2 separate regions of the Drosophila melanogaster genome follow, and region 2 is linked to region 1. Evidence: chromatin contacts called from public HiChIP or PLAC-seq data. All regions are on one chromosome and are shown on one strand. Each heading gives the region's core, a stretch centred on a gene start, on an enhancer-like site or on the middle of the called end of the contact. The rest is flanking DNA. Distances are from core to core; before and after follow the strand shown.

The links. HiChIP or PLAC-seq counts read pairs in DNA pulled down with a chosen protein or histone mark.
Region 2: a contact with region 1 is called in a POLR2A S2P HiChIP or PLAC-seq map of the Kc167 cell line, with 2.2 times the contacts expected there. The contact joins the promoter of DhpD here to the promoter of CG41128 in region 1. A contact is called at or near these places in 1 of 107 Hi-C or Micro-C datasets (the ML-DmBG3-c2 cell line) and 1 of 6 datasets of contacts at active chromatin or transcription factors (the Kc167 cell line).

What each region holds. Positions count from the first base shown.
Region 1 is chr3R:3,747,235-3,754,424 of dm6, reverse strand. It overlaps CG41128, which reads right to left and starts at 4,062. Exons shown (of 2, transcript NM_001015402.3): 1 at 3,886-4,062; 2 at 2,072-2,258. The coding sequence starts at 3,967. The coding sequence ends at 2,122.
Region 2 is chr3R:4,225,829-4,233,018 of dm6, reverse strand. DhpD (Dihydropterin deaminase) reads left to right here and starts at 3,781. Exons shown (of 5, transcript NM_141182.3): 1 at 3,781-3,974; 2 at 4,031-4,291; 3 at 4,385-4,539; 4 at 4,598-4,871; 5 at 4,927-5,632. The coding sequence starts at 3,876. The coding sequence ends at 5,484. aux (auxilin) reads right to left here. Exons shown (of 13, transcript NM_164317.3): 11 at 6,560-7,190; 12 at 6,328-6,489; 13 at 5,501-6,268. The coding sequence ends at 6,158. It overlaps CG14641, which reads left to right and starts at 677. Exons shown (of 1, transcript NM_141183.4): 1 at 677-2,240. The coding sequence starts at 777. The coding sequence ends at 2,033.

The DNA.
Region 1 (7,190 bases), core at 2,813-5,312:
CCTACAACGGTTTAAATAATTCTTGTAGCACTGAGCATTAAGCACAGTAAAGTTTAACCGAGCGCTTAAATATTTACAAAGGATGGACTGAGAACCGATATTACCGATATGAGAAATGTAAACCGACTTTACATTTCTTAGGTTATCAACTCTTTATTAAGATTGACGGATAGTACATCGGAACACAAGAGTCAAAAAATGATTTAATTGCGGTGTAAAACATATTAATAGAATACGTCATTATGTTGCAGGAGTAAAGATCGGACCAATTAAAGCCAGCTATAAAATTAAAATAAAAATTAAAATGTAGCCTCCGAAAATTTGTCTTGCGAAAACAGGGAATTCGATTTGTTGACTTCTCTGAATTTACTTTTAATACCTTACCTATGTCGATTGCCACCTCGAAAGTAGGATGATATGGATCTTCAGGTTGAGTAAGATGTGCTACCCTGAACAGAAACACACTTTCAGGACTTGTTAACAGGACATAGATCCAACAGTCGACCAAGAGAGTTTCGAATATAATTAACGTGCGACAACGATAAGTCGAGCAAGCCGTCAATAAAGTCATTTTGTGCTAAAGGGAGAAGGATATTCGATTTTTCTTCTGGGGACCACGTTGTGCCATGTATATTAAAATAACCTAGAACTAGCAATTGGTCCCTGTCAGAAAGTTTATTCAAGATGGATTGGATTGCGGACAGATGATTCAGATATTCTGGGAATTTAGAAGATGGCGGAATATACGAGCAGGTAATATAAACTGATCTGTCGGAAAATTACAGCTTTACACAAATGAATTCTAAATTACGGGTCTCGTCAAAAATTAACTCCTCCGGGGAGGGTACATCTTACCGCAATCCACCTCCCCGTCGAGAGGGACGGTCATGCCTGTATATTGTGTACATACCTACGAAGACTTCGGAGTTAAGTATCTCCGGCTTTAACCAAGTCTCTGTGAACACTATTATATGGGATGCAAAGGAAAGACTATCACAATACATTTTGGTTAGATTGCTACGCAAGCCTCTAGCATTTTGACTATTCGTTGTTAGTTTACGGGTTTATGGGTGATTTTTTTCCAAAGTGTGGACGTTAGAGTGGGCGTGGAAAAAATGTTTTTTGCAAGTCGATAGAAATTTACAAGACCAATAAAAAATTGCGAAAAAATATCAACTCATTTTTCAAAAGTGTGGGCGTGGCAACATAGGTCAACAAACTTGCGCTGCGTCTTTGTCTCTGAAAAGTGTATGCTTAATCTCAATCTTCTAGCTTTTAGGCTGACGGCAGAGTGCGCGCGAGAAGCAAGTTGGCAGAGTGAGAGCTTTGCGACAAACGAGCTACATGGCTTATTTAGGTGAACGTGATGGATTCGGACGAGGATCAAGCGCAACTAGTAACTTTCTGTTAATTTGTGGCGTCCACCCCCTTAACTGCAACAGAAATGAAAAATGCGGACTCAATAATTTATATAATGACTTACGAAACCACCCAGAAAGGTTTTTTAATTATGCGCGGATGTCTATTTCGACTTTTTATTATATTTTAAATAAAATTAAAAGTCGTTTGACGAAGAATTCGACAAATTTTGTTAAACTGCCTTGCCAAAAATTAATAAATTATGTAAATAAAGCACAGAATATAACAAAAAAATCGTAAGCTCTGAGCGAGTTGAAGCGATAAAGCAGATTGTAAACTGCTCTCTCGCTTTATCGCTTGAGGTCGTAACTCGCTTCGCTCTCACTCTGACATCTTTCGAGCGATTCCACTTAAAAATGCATGCAGTGGTTTATCGCTCGTTTTCGCGCAATATTATCGCTTCTCGAACACACTCTGTCGTCAGCCTTAGCGTACAAAAGAGCTGCTTTCTCTAGAGCTCTCCGAGAGCTTCTTAAAATAATCGTATCCTGACATGGTGTATAACATGCAAAATAGATTTCTCTTCAAGACGGATAATGGTGATCACAAATGGATTATAATATTAAATTGTCTTTTTTGGAATATTTTTGGAAAATCACATAATTCAACACTCTTAAGGCCTCAGTATTAATAAGCACTAAATAAGTATATTATTTTCATTACTCAATTAAATATTTTATTTGAATTAAAAGGTAATAATCTTTATTTTAAAGAATTTAAATCCTTTTCACACGTCCTATAAGCGATGCCCATTCCAAATCCAGCGCCGAGCCATACAGGCCATGCTCGTCTCTTTAAAATTAAGAAAGATACAGCAGATCCAATAATTACGCCTCCACCTGAAAAAAAGTGGTATTTTATTTATCCAATTTAATTTAATTAGTTAAATTATTTAATTGAGCTAATATTAGAGTGAGCTTGGTACGATTTTTTTAGATATGTTTGGCAAGACAAATAGTAAAATCAACATTTTCAACACATTTTTAAAAATTGTGGTTGTGGCAGTATTGGGTGGTCGGTGGATCCCAAAGAAGCTGGGGTCGGAAAATCGAAATTTGATAAATGGAATTGTTTGCCCATGGTTGCCGACAAATTAGTTTTTTTTTGCAATTGAAAAAAAAAATATTTCGAGAGGTGGGCTAACGAAATTAGTTACTTTTAAGGGTGGGCAAACTATAAATATTTTTGAACAGGTATTTTTTAATGTTACAAAAATAAATTAAGTATTAAATAAAACGATAGAAAAATGGAAGTGCAAATAAAAAAAATTTTAAAGGATAGACAAATGATGAAAACTAATGTTAAAGTATGGGCAAATCTAATTTTAAAGGATGATATCGATTCTTAAAAACCGTTTTATCAAATGGTAATGAAATGTTATTAATTGAAAAAAATAATATTTCGAGAGGTGGCTTAACAAAATTAGTTACTTTAAAAGGTTGGGCAAACGATAAATATTTTTAAACAGGTATTTTTTAAGGTTACAAAAATAAATTAGGTATAAAAAAAAAACGATAGAAAAAGTCAACGTTTTTATTTTCGCGAATTTTCTTTTTCGAAAATACAGATCTCGAAATCTGGACGTGGGCATAAAAACTAATTGGTGGGCAAACGATTTTAGCTTTCAAATATCTAAAATTCGATTTTTCCGACCCCAGCTTCTGTGAGCTGGCTTGTGGGCTTTGGAATGACTCCAAAAGGGTAGCAATCGTCCTTGGAAATTCCACAGCTGATTGATTTATGAAGAAACATCAGTTTGAAAATTACAGAATTGGTGGGATGGAGGAAGTCCAATGTGCACGAAATTATTCAAAAGATTCCGATCTTAAAAGTTTTTCGCAAGGCCGAACTAGGAAAAACGTGTAATACACCGCATACCAAAGATTTTCACAAAAAAGTTAGCTTTAAAAGCCTCAAGAACAATGAGTAGAGTAAGATTGAAGAAAGTTGCAAATTTGGATACCAAACCGTTTTAAAACAAAATGCTGAGAAAGTGAAAATCGCAAACAACTTTGCCTCTTACTAAGCCAACTCGTTTCCTAATAGCCTGCAAATTTTCATAGACAGCAAGGATTTGCAACGAAATATTAAAATTGTTATTTGCATAATTCTATCAACAATTCAAATAAAAAATTATTTTATATCCCGAACTTCGGCATATTTTGATGTTTTTTGGAAATCTGCGAGGTATGATTACGTTTCTGAATGTTTAGCTTAAGCAAACCATTTTAATTATAAAATTATTTTTAGTTTGCAAGATTTAAACAATACACTTGTCTACTCATGCCATACAACTTTATACAACTTAGCCTAGCCAAATTATAATTTTTCATACATCATATGCTGGGTTATTAAAAATGGTAATAAATGCCATTTAAAATACCGTTTTGATTTTGCTTTTAAAAATTGATATTTCAATATGCAAATACCACGGTTTAAAAATGTTACGTAAATGTTCGTACTCACATCCTTTAATTAATACATCAGAAACGCAATGATCTAATCTATTGCATATTTTTTCCTCGAAAATATTATCGCGAGAAGTCATTTTTATTGCCAAAACAACGTTAAAAGGACTTAAAAAATTATTAACGTAAAATTATTAGTAGTCAAACGCGCACTGGCCAATGGGTAATACCAGTACTTTGTAAATTTCGATGTGCGTCAAGATAACGTCGATAAGTTGCCAACAATTAAGAAACTATGGAGAGAGAAACACGGATTCATATTATAACCTCGCAGAGAATATTTTAATATCTTTAAAAAAGTTGCGAGGCATTAAAGAAGACATTTACGGCTGTATAAAAACACTACATTCTTAATAAGTACGAATAGCCAAGTCAATATAACCATGCCCTCCTGTCCTTCCTTTTGCAAACTGGCTTCTACGCTTCAAAGCTAAGAAACTAATTACAGTTTGTCAAGAAACTGTGAAATAAGTTGAATTTTTGATTTTAAAGGTAAAAATGAAGGGTTCTTTGCTTAATTAAACGCAATTCTTTTATTCAATATAATTAAACAACATTTATTTTAAGTATAAATCAAAAAACAAATTAAAAATATTAAATATACAAGAAAATAAACAAGAAATTCCAAGTTTACACACTTCAAGAAACTCTTTACACAAAACACTTAATCGAAGTTTACTCCTAAATTTTTAAATTATTTCATTAAAATTTTAAAAGTTTTAGTATGTAGTATGTTCCCCGTTGGCTTACGCTACAAGTTGAAGCCTTTTTTTTCATGGAATGGATAAGTTTTTGTAGGTCATATTCAAGCAGGATCTTTTCACACCATTCGACTATTGCAGTCATAAGCTGTTGTCGTGTTTTAGGGCCCTTTTTGCCACCTTCTTCTTTAAGTAGGTCCACAAATTTTCAATGGGGTTCAGATCAGGACTCTAAGGGGGCTTATCGATCACTTTACCACAGTTATAAAGGAGCCAGGTGCGTACATTGCACATACTACATACTAAAATTTTTAACATTTTTATGAAATAATTTAAAAATTTAGGAGTAAACTTCGATTTAGTGTTTTGTGTAAAGAGTTTCTTGACAGTCTCAAAAGTGTGTAAACTTGGAATTTCTTGTTTATTTTGTTGTATAATTAATATTTTTTTGACTTATAAGTAAAATAAATATTGTTTAACTATATTTTATAAAAAATTGCGTTTAATTAAGCAAAAAACTCTTAATTTTTACCTTTAAATTCAAAAATTCAACTTATTTCACAGTGTGTAAACAGTTTCTTGACAAACTGTATATATGAATGAAACTTTCCAACAAGTCTTTTTTTAATTACAGGTAGTATAAAACGCAGACATAATCGGTCTCTTATATCATGTTTATAATATATTAACTTATATATAACTATATATATTTATATATACATATTTATATATATATATATATTTACATATATATATATCCTATATATTCCTTCTTGTTTCACCTAAAGTTTACTTCATTTTGGGCCTACTAACAAAATTAAACGGCCCAGGTTAAGAAAAAACTATTCACACTTTTGCAGAAAGTTGAGGAATTTATAAATAATATAGGCTAATACATGTCCTGCACCAATGTAATAACAATACGGATGCTATGTATTACTTCGTTCCCAGAGCACTGTATCCTAAAGATTTTTTATGTTTAGTGATTATAAAAAGGCATATTAAGTTATGCTCAACAGTTTTCGAGGAGACAACATTTTCCAATTCTTTTTACCCTTGGACGTGCACGCACAGATTAGCTTAAACAATATTCGATATCCACTAATATTTCATACCTGTTTCTCAGATCAAAGACACTAGAAGAACAAGATGCGTAACGGCCATACATTGGTTTGGCACTATGCAGCCACTTTTTTAGTGACGGCCAAAATTGCTCTCTTTCCGCTCGCTCACGCTGAGAGCGTAAGAAATCTAAAAATAGAATTTGCTTGCTTGTGTGAGTAAAAACAGGAGACGAGAACGCTTATATTTGTGCGTAATAGATAGACGATTTTCGGGTCGAAATCAATTCTGATCGAAGAAACGAATTTACATTGTACATATTAGGGTAGTTTTGCCAATTTCGTAGCAATATGATATAATAAAATAATTTTTAAAAATTCGCGCCCTGACTATTATAATTTTAAAGCTTTTTAAATTTGTTTGTTAAAATTGCCGCTCGAATTAGCTACCGTTTACAAATTTATATTTATGTTTAATTCTAATTTGTCTCTCATCTGACAATTTTTAAAAAGCGAAATATTTTTTTTGAAACACTTTTAATGTTAATTTTACATCATATTAAGTCAAATGATTTAATAAATAGAATTATTCTAGTGTCTTTGCTTTGTTCAGGCACGAAGTGCGGACACAAGCACTCTACAATCATTGCCCTATTAATTTTTCACACGCTGCAAGATGAATACTCTAATGACAAATATTCTTATATAAAGTAATTTTTGAAATTTATTTTTGTGATAATATGTACATAGCTATTTCTAATCTATTTTCAAATAATAATAACGTTAAGGCAATGCAAAACAAGAATTTTTCGCATGGTGCCAATTGATCAAAAATAATATAGATTTAAAGTCAAAGAACTTCTATGGTGAAGGGCATATTTTGTCAAATTTACAATGCATGAGCATACGTATTAAGGTATTAAAGGTTTTAATTGAATTTTTCCCAAACGAAGACCAAAAATTCCCTAGTTATTCCCTAAGAAATTTGATTAAAAACATGATCTCTGAAGGTAAAAAATCCGCTGAAATTGGTCGCATTGTCGGTTGTTCAAGCAAAATGATCCGCAAAGCACTGATGTTTGTCGAAAAGACCGTAACACGGCGAAGAAAGCCCTCAATGTCCAACGTAGAGATCAAGCGCTTGGTTCGGCAAGGCAAGAAGGAGCCTTTTAAGCCGGCGACGAAACTGAAGCAGGAGCTTCTGATAGCTGAAAGCGTGAAAACAAACGCTTAGGACAAAACAACCTTAATGCGTGCAGCCCAAGGAAAGTCCCGCTTTTGACTGTTAAGCATGTGGCAAAGCGAATCGAATATGCCAAGATTCCCAAGGACTGGCCTGTGGAGAAGTGGCACAACATTTTGTGGTCAGATGAGACCAAAATTGTGTTGTTTGGTGGGAAAGGCTCTCGGTCTTATGTTCGGCGTCCACCACGAACTGAATATAATCCTCGGCTTCACCTACTATGGAGTAGGTCCGATCCATTGGATTCAAGGCATCATGGATCAGCACATTTGCACAGATATCCTGGAAAATGTGATGC
Region 2 (7,190 bases), core at 2,532-5,031, 480 kb before region 1:
TTCTAATGGGTATCGATTACAGTTATTAAACAGTGATTCCACTGACAGCTTCTTGCTTATGATATATTCATGGCATGCAGACCGGATAATAGTTTTTTTTTCAATTTGGGCAAAATCTTTCGATTTCGTTTTTAGGTGCTCTGGTTTTCTGAGTTTGAGATTGAGTCTTTCTTTTTTTGTGAAAACCAAGCAACGTGAAAAATGCAACTTTTAGCGCGAAGGTTGCCATACTGTTGGTGAAATATAACAGGCAGGTAAAAATACTTAGTAAATATATTTAAAGCAGGGCCAAAAGTGCTGTTCGTAAATAATGATAATTAATTGAATAACATAAGTGGTCAGAGCGCAGTGAATACGTAACTGCGAACATCGGAATTAAAAGTGCCAAAAACTCTGTGTAAATCGCCCAGAAACATTTTATATGAACTTATGCGTGCTATCAAAAGTGTTTCAGGAACATTTCTGTTAAACGGTTAGCGAACATGAATAGTACAGAATAGTAGAATATCGTATTGATCGGTTTCGGATCAGTCGAATGCAATATATTTTTGTGTGCATTTGGGTATAGATATATATTCTAAGCAGTGTGAATATGCTATTAAATTCAATAAATTATATCGATTGCTGACTTTGAACTAACTGTCTGCTTCTGGCTCAACTTATCGATATTGGTATATCACTCGCGACACACCACCATTTTCGACAAGTAGAAAGCGAATGAGCATTGTCTAAATTTAGCTCGGATTTTAAGTGCAAGGTACATAAGTGCCGCTGCTATGTCTATGTCAAAAACGACTAACACCTATAACCGGCAGAACTGGGAAGATGCTGAATTCCCAATTCTGTGCCAAACTTGCCTTGGCGACAATCCGTACGTGCGGATGATTAAAGAGCGGTTCGGCAAGGAATGCAAGATATGCACGCGTCCATTCACAATATTTCGATGGTGTCCTGGTGCTCGTATGCGCTTCAAAAAGACGGAGATATGTCAAACGTGTGCGCGCCTGAAGAACGTGTGTCAGACCTGCCTCTTGGACCTGGAGTACGGACTGCCGATTCAAGTACGAGATGCGGCGCTCAAAGTGGCTGACAATATGCCACAAAGCGACGTTAACAAGGAATACTACATCCAAAACATAGACGCCCAGCTGCAGGACGGAGATGGCACGGAGGCGGCAGGAGCTGTCGGTCGATCCCTCGCCGCCAACGAGATGTTGTCCAAGCTTGCGCGCACAGCACCCTATTACAAAAGAAATCGGCCGCACATCTGCTCCTTTTGGGTTAAGGGCGAGTGCAAGCGTGGAGAGGAGTGCCCATACCGCCACGACAAGCCCAACGAGCCGGACGATCCGCTATGTGAGCAAAACATCAAGGACAGGTACTACGGACGCAACGATCCTGTGGCCGAGAAGATCATGAAGCGTGCAGCCTCGCTTCCCACACTCGAGCCGCCGGAGGACCGCAACATCACAACTCTCTATGTGGGGAACCTTCCTGAAGAAATCACGGAACCCGAGCTGCGAGATCAGTTCTACCAGTTCGGCGAAATTCGATCAATTGCGCTGGTGCCACGCCAGCAGTGCGCTTTTGTGCAATACACCAAAAGAAACGCTGCCGAGCTGGCTGCTGAGCGGACCTTTAATAAACTGGTGATCCAGGGCCGGAAGGTGAGCATTAAGTGGGCTCACTCTCAGGCAAAGCAGGGCACCGCTGCAAAGACAGACAGACGCTTCGACTTGGCCGGCATTCCACCGCCTAGCGCGAAGCCCAACGACTACTTCAATCTTCGCCAAGAGCAAATCAATGTCATGCCCGCCGGCATGAAGCTGCATCAGTTGCCATCAAATCTAGTTCCGGCGTCGGCTTACCAAATGTATGGTCAGCCTACTTATGCAGCTCCCTACGGAAACGCCACTTCCACAGCCCTTTCTTCCTCGGGTGTCAATTTGGATTCCATATCGATTCCTCCGCCACCGGGTCAAGTACCGTATCCAAGTCAGGACGCCAGTCGGATGGGAGCTGTTAAAAAGTAGGAAAACCCTGTGGTCTACAATGGTTCCAATTCAATAAATCATTTTTATAAAATTAAATACAAACTTTTTAAAGTGGTCAGTTCCATAAAAATGACTTAATATTAATAGAATTTATCCGTATGGACGAAATTGTTTTCGATTCGAATTGTTAAGAAAAAACACCAAACAATTAGAGAGGAGAAGATAATAATAAATGATTTAAACTCTAAAAAAAAAAAGAAAAAAAGAACAAATTTTCGTCACAAAAGCTTATATCAAAACTTTTGTACATATGTATGTTGATGTGCGTTCGTCACTCGTTTTTACCTTTAATAAATGCTTTTCTTTGATTTGGACGATATTTGGGATTAAAAAAAGTACACCAATGCACATGTACATATGTAAGTTCATTCTTCAGTATTTATAGGGGAACTTAACATTGGGATTATGACTACCTCCCTGCATTCCATTCATTCAGATTTCATCAGCTCATTACTGATCATTAAAAATCTCGATCAAATTAATCACAGGTTAATTTGTATTAAAAAAAAAAACCATGACCTGAACCTATGTTCTAGGAAATCATCGCATAGCGCAAAATCAAAATCACGCATAAGCGCTATAAATGATAGCTCAATTCATCTCTCTACACCTCTTTTTATTCACTTAATCCTCTATCAATTTTAATGAAAAAGTGAAATTTCAGTCATTTATTAATAAAAATGTATTTTCTTAATTAGACTTATTTAAATTATGCATAGGATTTAAATTTAAGAATACAAATACATATATATGTATGTGAAATTCCAGAGTCTTTGGCGTCCTGTCCTACGGAGTTAGGACCAGCTTCTTTTCAGTTCACATGTCCGATTTACCTTAAGGTAAAATAATGTATAATTATGTATACAAAAACGAGTTAAACCAATTTACCTTAAATTATCGTTTCTGTGAGTAGTGTTTGTTGCTTATTGTAAAATAAATCCATTACCTGTAATTATTATTGAATTAAATTCCAAAATATTTACAATTTTTTTTTAAAACAAGCACTCAAAATCGCGTCTACTTCTCACAAAAGTCTATAGGCAAGTGATCTGCAAACATGTTCTATGTACATTACAAATTTAAAATTTAAATTTAAATTTGCAATTAAATAAAAAATCGCATACTGAGACCTTCGGTTAGAAATTAAAAAGCGATGAATTTGTTTTCAAAATCATCGCTTATTCCTCGTTATGATTAAGAACATTAGCATCGCTTTAAAATTTTAAGAGAGAGATGATGTAATATTTTTTAATAGCGATGAATTGTGGGACTACAGGGTAGGTAAAGGTTACATATGTACAGGTGCGAGCAGTGCAAATATGTTTATTCTAATGAAATCTTAGACTAACTGTAAATTATATAATGGCTATATTTCTTTTACCCGTCACTCTTACTCTTCTTTACTTCCAGAAAGGGGGTTTTGTCTTAGCTAAACATATGATTAATGTATTCTATGTTTTTTCAATATTCATTCCAATATACAATTTTACAATTAATGGTTTTGCAACAGCTATTTTGAAGTTAATTATTGCTTGTTTTGTAGTTTTTACCGATAAATCACACGTGTGCAAGCGATCGCTTATTAAAACAGTAATAAGTAATAATATTTAAAGTAACGACCAAACGATTGGGAATAATCTTTCCAGCGATTTAAACCTTGAAATAAAAAGTAAGTGTCATCCCCGTATGATTATGCGCACATTCGCAGGGCGACGCGTGCACCTAGGCGAGAGTTTTAAAACTTGTTCAGCGGATCTTGATCATTACATTCTCAAGTCTGTCGTACAGCACGTTTAAGCCCGCTGATAGTAAATCAGAGCAATGGCAACCGTGTTTCTTGGAACTGTCGTGCACACCAAGTCGTTCAGCGAGTTTGAGTCCTTTGAAGGAGGATTCCTGGCAGTGGACGACGCTGGCAAGGTAGGCAATTTAATGCCCAGAACAAAACAATGAGCAATGAACAATTTCGCTCACAGATAATAGGAGTGGGACAAGACTACCATGCGTGGGCAAGCAGCAATCCGGCCCACGCCAAGGGTCTGACCGAGGTTCACCTGTCGGACTACCAGTTCCTCATGCCGGGCTTCGTCGACTGCCACATACACGCCCCGCAGTTTGCGCAACTGGGACTGGGACTAGACATGCCTCTTCTGGACTGGTTGAACACATACACTTTCCCGCTGGAGGCGAAGTTTTCCAACCACCAATACGCCCAGCAGGTCTACCAGGGTGTGGTCGTAAGTAGTACTTGGGAGCACACAAACGTCTTATCGATGGGTCGCACCGGCCGTCTATTTTTATTAGCTGATAATGATAATATTACACCCCAGGAAGCAACACTGCGGTGCGGAACCACTCTGGCGTCCTATTTCGCCACCAACCATCTGGAGTCAACGCTGACCTTGGCGCGGGAGGCGGTGCGTCAAGGCCAGCGGGCACTGATAGGCAAGGTCTGCTCCAACTGCAACAGCCCCGAGTTTTACGTGTAAGTACAGAGCGTGACGGATTTGGTCTGGTCAACTCAATGTTGTTGCTCTGCACAGGGAGACTGCGGAAGAGTCGGTCAGTGCAACCCTGGCTTTCGTGGAGGGCGTGCGGAAGCTCGGCAGCCCGATGGTGATGCCAACGATTACGCCCCGCTTTGCCCTTAGCTGCAGCAAGGAGCTGCTAAAGAGTCTGGGCGATATAGCAAAGCGATTTGACCTGCATATCCAGAGTCACATCAGCGAAAACCTGGAAGAGATCGAGATGGTAAAGGGGATATTTAAGACCAGCTATGCCGGAGCATACGACGAGGCTGGACTGCTAACGAATAAGGTTAACTCTTTTAGGTTCCAGTATGTGTCCTTTCTTAACCTTTACTACCTTACAGACTGTACTGGCTCACGGCGTGCATCTGGAGGACGACGAGGTGGCACTTCTTAAAGTCCGGGGGTGCTCGGTAGCCCACTGTCCCACTTCGAACACAATGCTAAGCTCCGGTCTGTGCGATGTCCAACGGCTGGTGAGCGGCGGCGTGAGCGTAGGTCTCGGCACAGACGTTTCGGGGGGAAACTCCGTCTCGATTCAGGACGTTCTGCTCCGCGCATTGGACGTGTCAAAACACTTAGACTTTTTTAAGAAGCAGAACATCCGCGGGACGGGTGTGTCCAAAACACAAGATTTCAATTACCATCAGTTGAAGTACAAGCAGGCGCTCTACTTGGCCACTTTGGGTGGCGCCAAAGCGCTGTCCCTCGATCACTTGACCGGAAACTTTGCTCTAGGGAAGGATTTCGATGCTTTGTTGGTGGATGTCAGCGTCGTCGATAAACCCTTGCGGAGGCTGAGCGTCGATGAGCTGGTGGAGAAGTTCATTTACACAGGCAGTGACCGCAACATTGTAGAAGTTTTCGTGGCCGGCAAGCGTATTAAACAGGGATACCAATGAGTCACAGAGCAGTTCTACCTTTAACAGTGGCATTTCACAAGGAAACGTATAGAGAATTTATTTTTATAGTGGCAAACATTAAATGCTGAAACGGAATTTAGATAACCTCTAATATGCTTATTTATGTACACAGCTAAAAAGTAAAAGCAAATGGTTTTTTACTAGTTTTACATTTTATATTCGGAACAGCTATGTACAAATGCCATACTTTTTGCTTCCATCACTTTATAGATTAATCATATAATCATATATTGACTAATCGGTCAAGGGCATACCGCAATTAATCTAATTACAGCGAAAAAGTGTATATTAATATACACGAATAATTGATCTCTATTGTTTGATGGATAAGGCGTGAAATCATTGGGTAGTCGCCGAAGTCTGAAGGCTTTGTTCTTAACTTTCCGACGTTATTTTTGGGCGGACTGTTGTTGGATGCAATGGGAATGTTGGATTCGGGTTTTCTGTTACGCAAATTAAGTAGAATGTCCTCGGGCGTTCATAATTTTTAAAGTTTGTTTGAGCTATCTAAATTGCATACGCATACATATGCCAATACTTCAACTTTAAAGATTAAAGCTCACACTTTTACATGAATTTACATTAGATTCAGCTAAGAGTACGAAAATACGGGCTAACTGTGATATATATATATGTAGATATAAGACGCGTTTTACGCATTAAACATATTTTGCTGCGTGGCATCGTTTTCAAAATCTGTCCATGCGTTGTTTAGTTCCATAAATATAAGCTTGGCAATCTCTTCATTCTCTGTTCCATTATGCTAAAAATAGATTGCATTAACATAAACCACCTAGTTTTTGCATACATCTTGTCACATACCTTATCAGGATGCACTGCTAGGCAGGCGCGACGGTATGCTTTCTTAACCTCGGTCGGTGTCACCATGGTGGACATCTCGCAGCGCTGCCACTTGGCATTGTCCCACAACACTGTGTGCATAGAGCAGAGAAGCGCACGGATGTTGTTTTTCTTACCATCAGTCTGCAAATTAGTTTAGTTTTAATTTACTAACGACGAAGTTTTTTTCTTGTAAGTTTTCGTTTGCACATACCCATTCCATAATCCGCACTTTCTTCGGGTCCATATCCTTGAACAAATCTTCCTTGCGCATTTCATTGATGGATCGTGGACACTGGTTCATTTTGCTGCCAAAGGAGTATCCTTGTTGGCCCAGAATGTCAGCAAATATGTCAGAGTTCTTGGACCCGCCAGTGCCCGGTTGCTGGGCTGCTTTCTGAGAATCAAAGTGAAGTCGACTGTAGTCTGGTCTTGATTGAGCAGGTACCGCCTGTGGCTGCGTCGGCGTCCTGATAGACGATGTCGAGGGCAGAGTCTGCGGTGTCGGCGGTGTATGCATAAACGTTGCTTGTGGTTGCGAGGATGGCGATGGCTTGTGAGTGGGGCTTGAGAACTGAGTAGGCTGCGGACTAGTGTTGACGGGAGACTTTCCACTTAGCGTGCTGCGGTTAAAGTTTAAGTTGAGCCCTGTCGCCAGGTCGGCGATGTTCGCAAATGGATCTGCAGATGCCCTTGCCGGATGAGTTGGTGAAGGATTGGTGGTAGCCGCTGGCTGAGCAACAAAAGTTGGTAAGGAGCCAACGAAAGGTGGAAAGCCTGATGGCTTCATGCTGGGCACGCCACCTTGGTCCACAGATCCAAATATGTCGAATGGGTCATTGTTT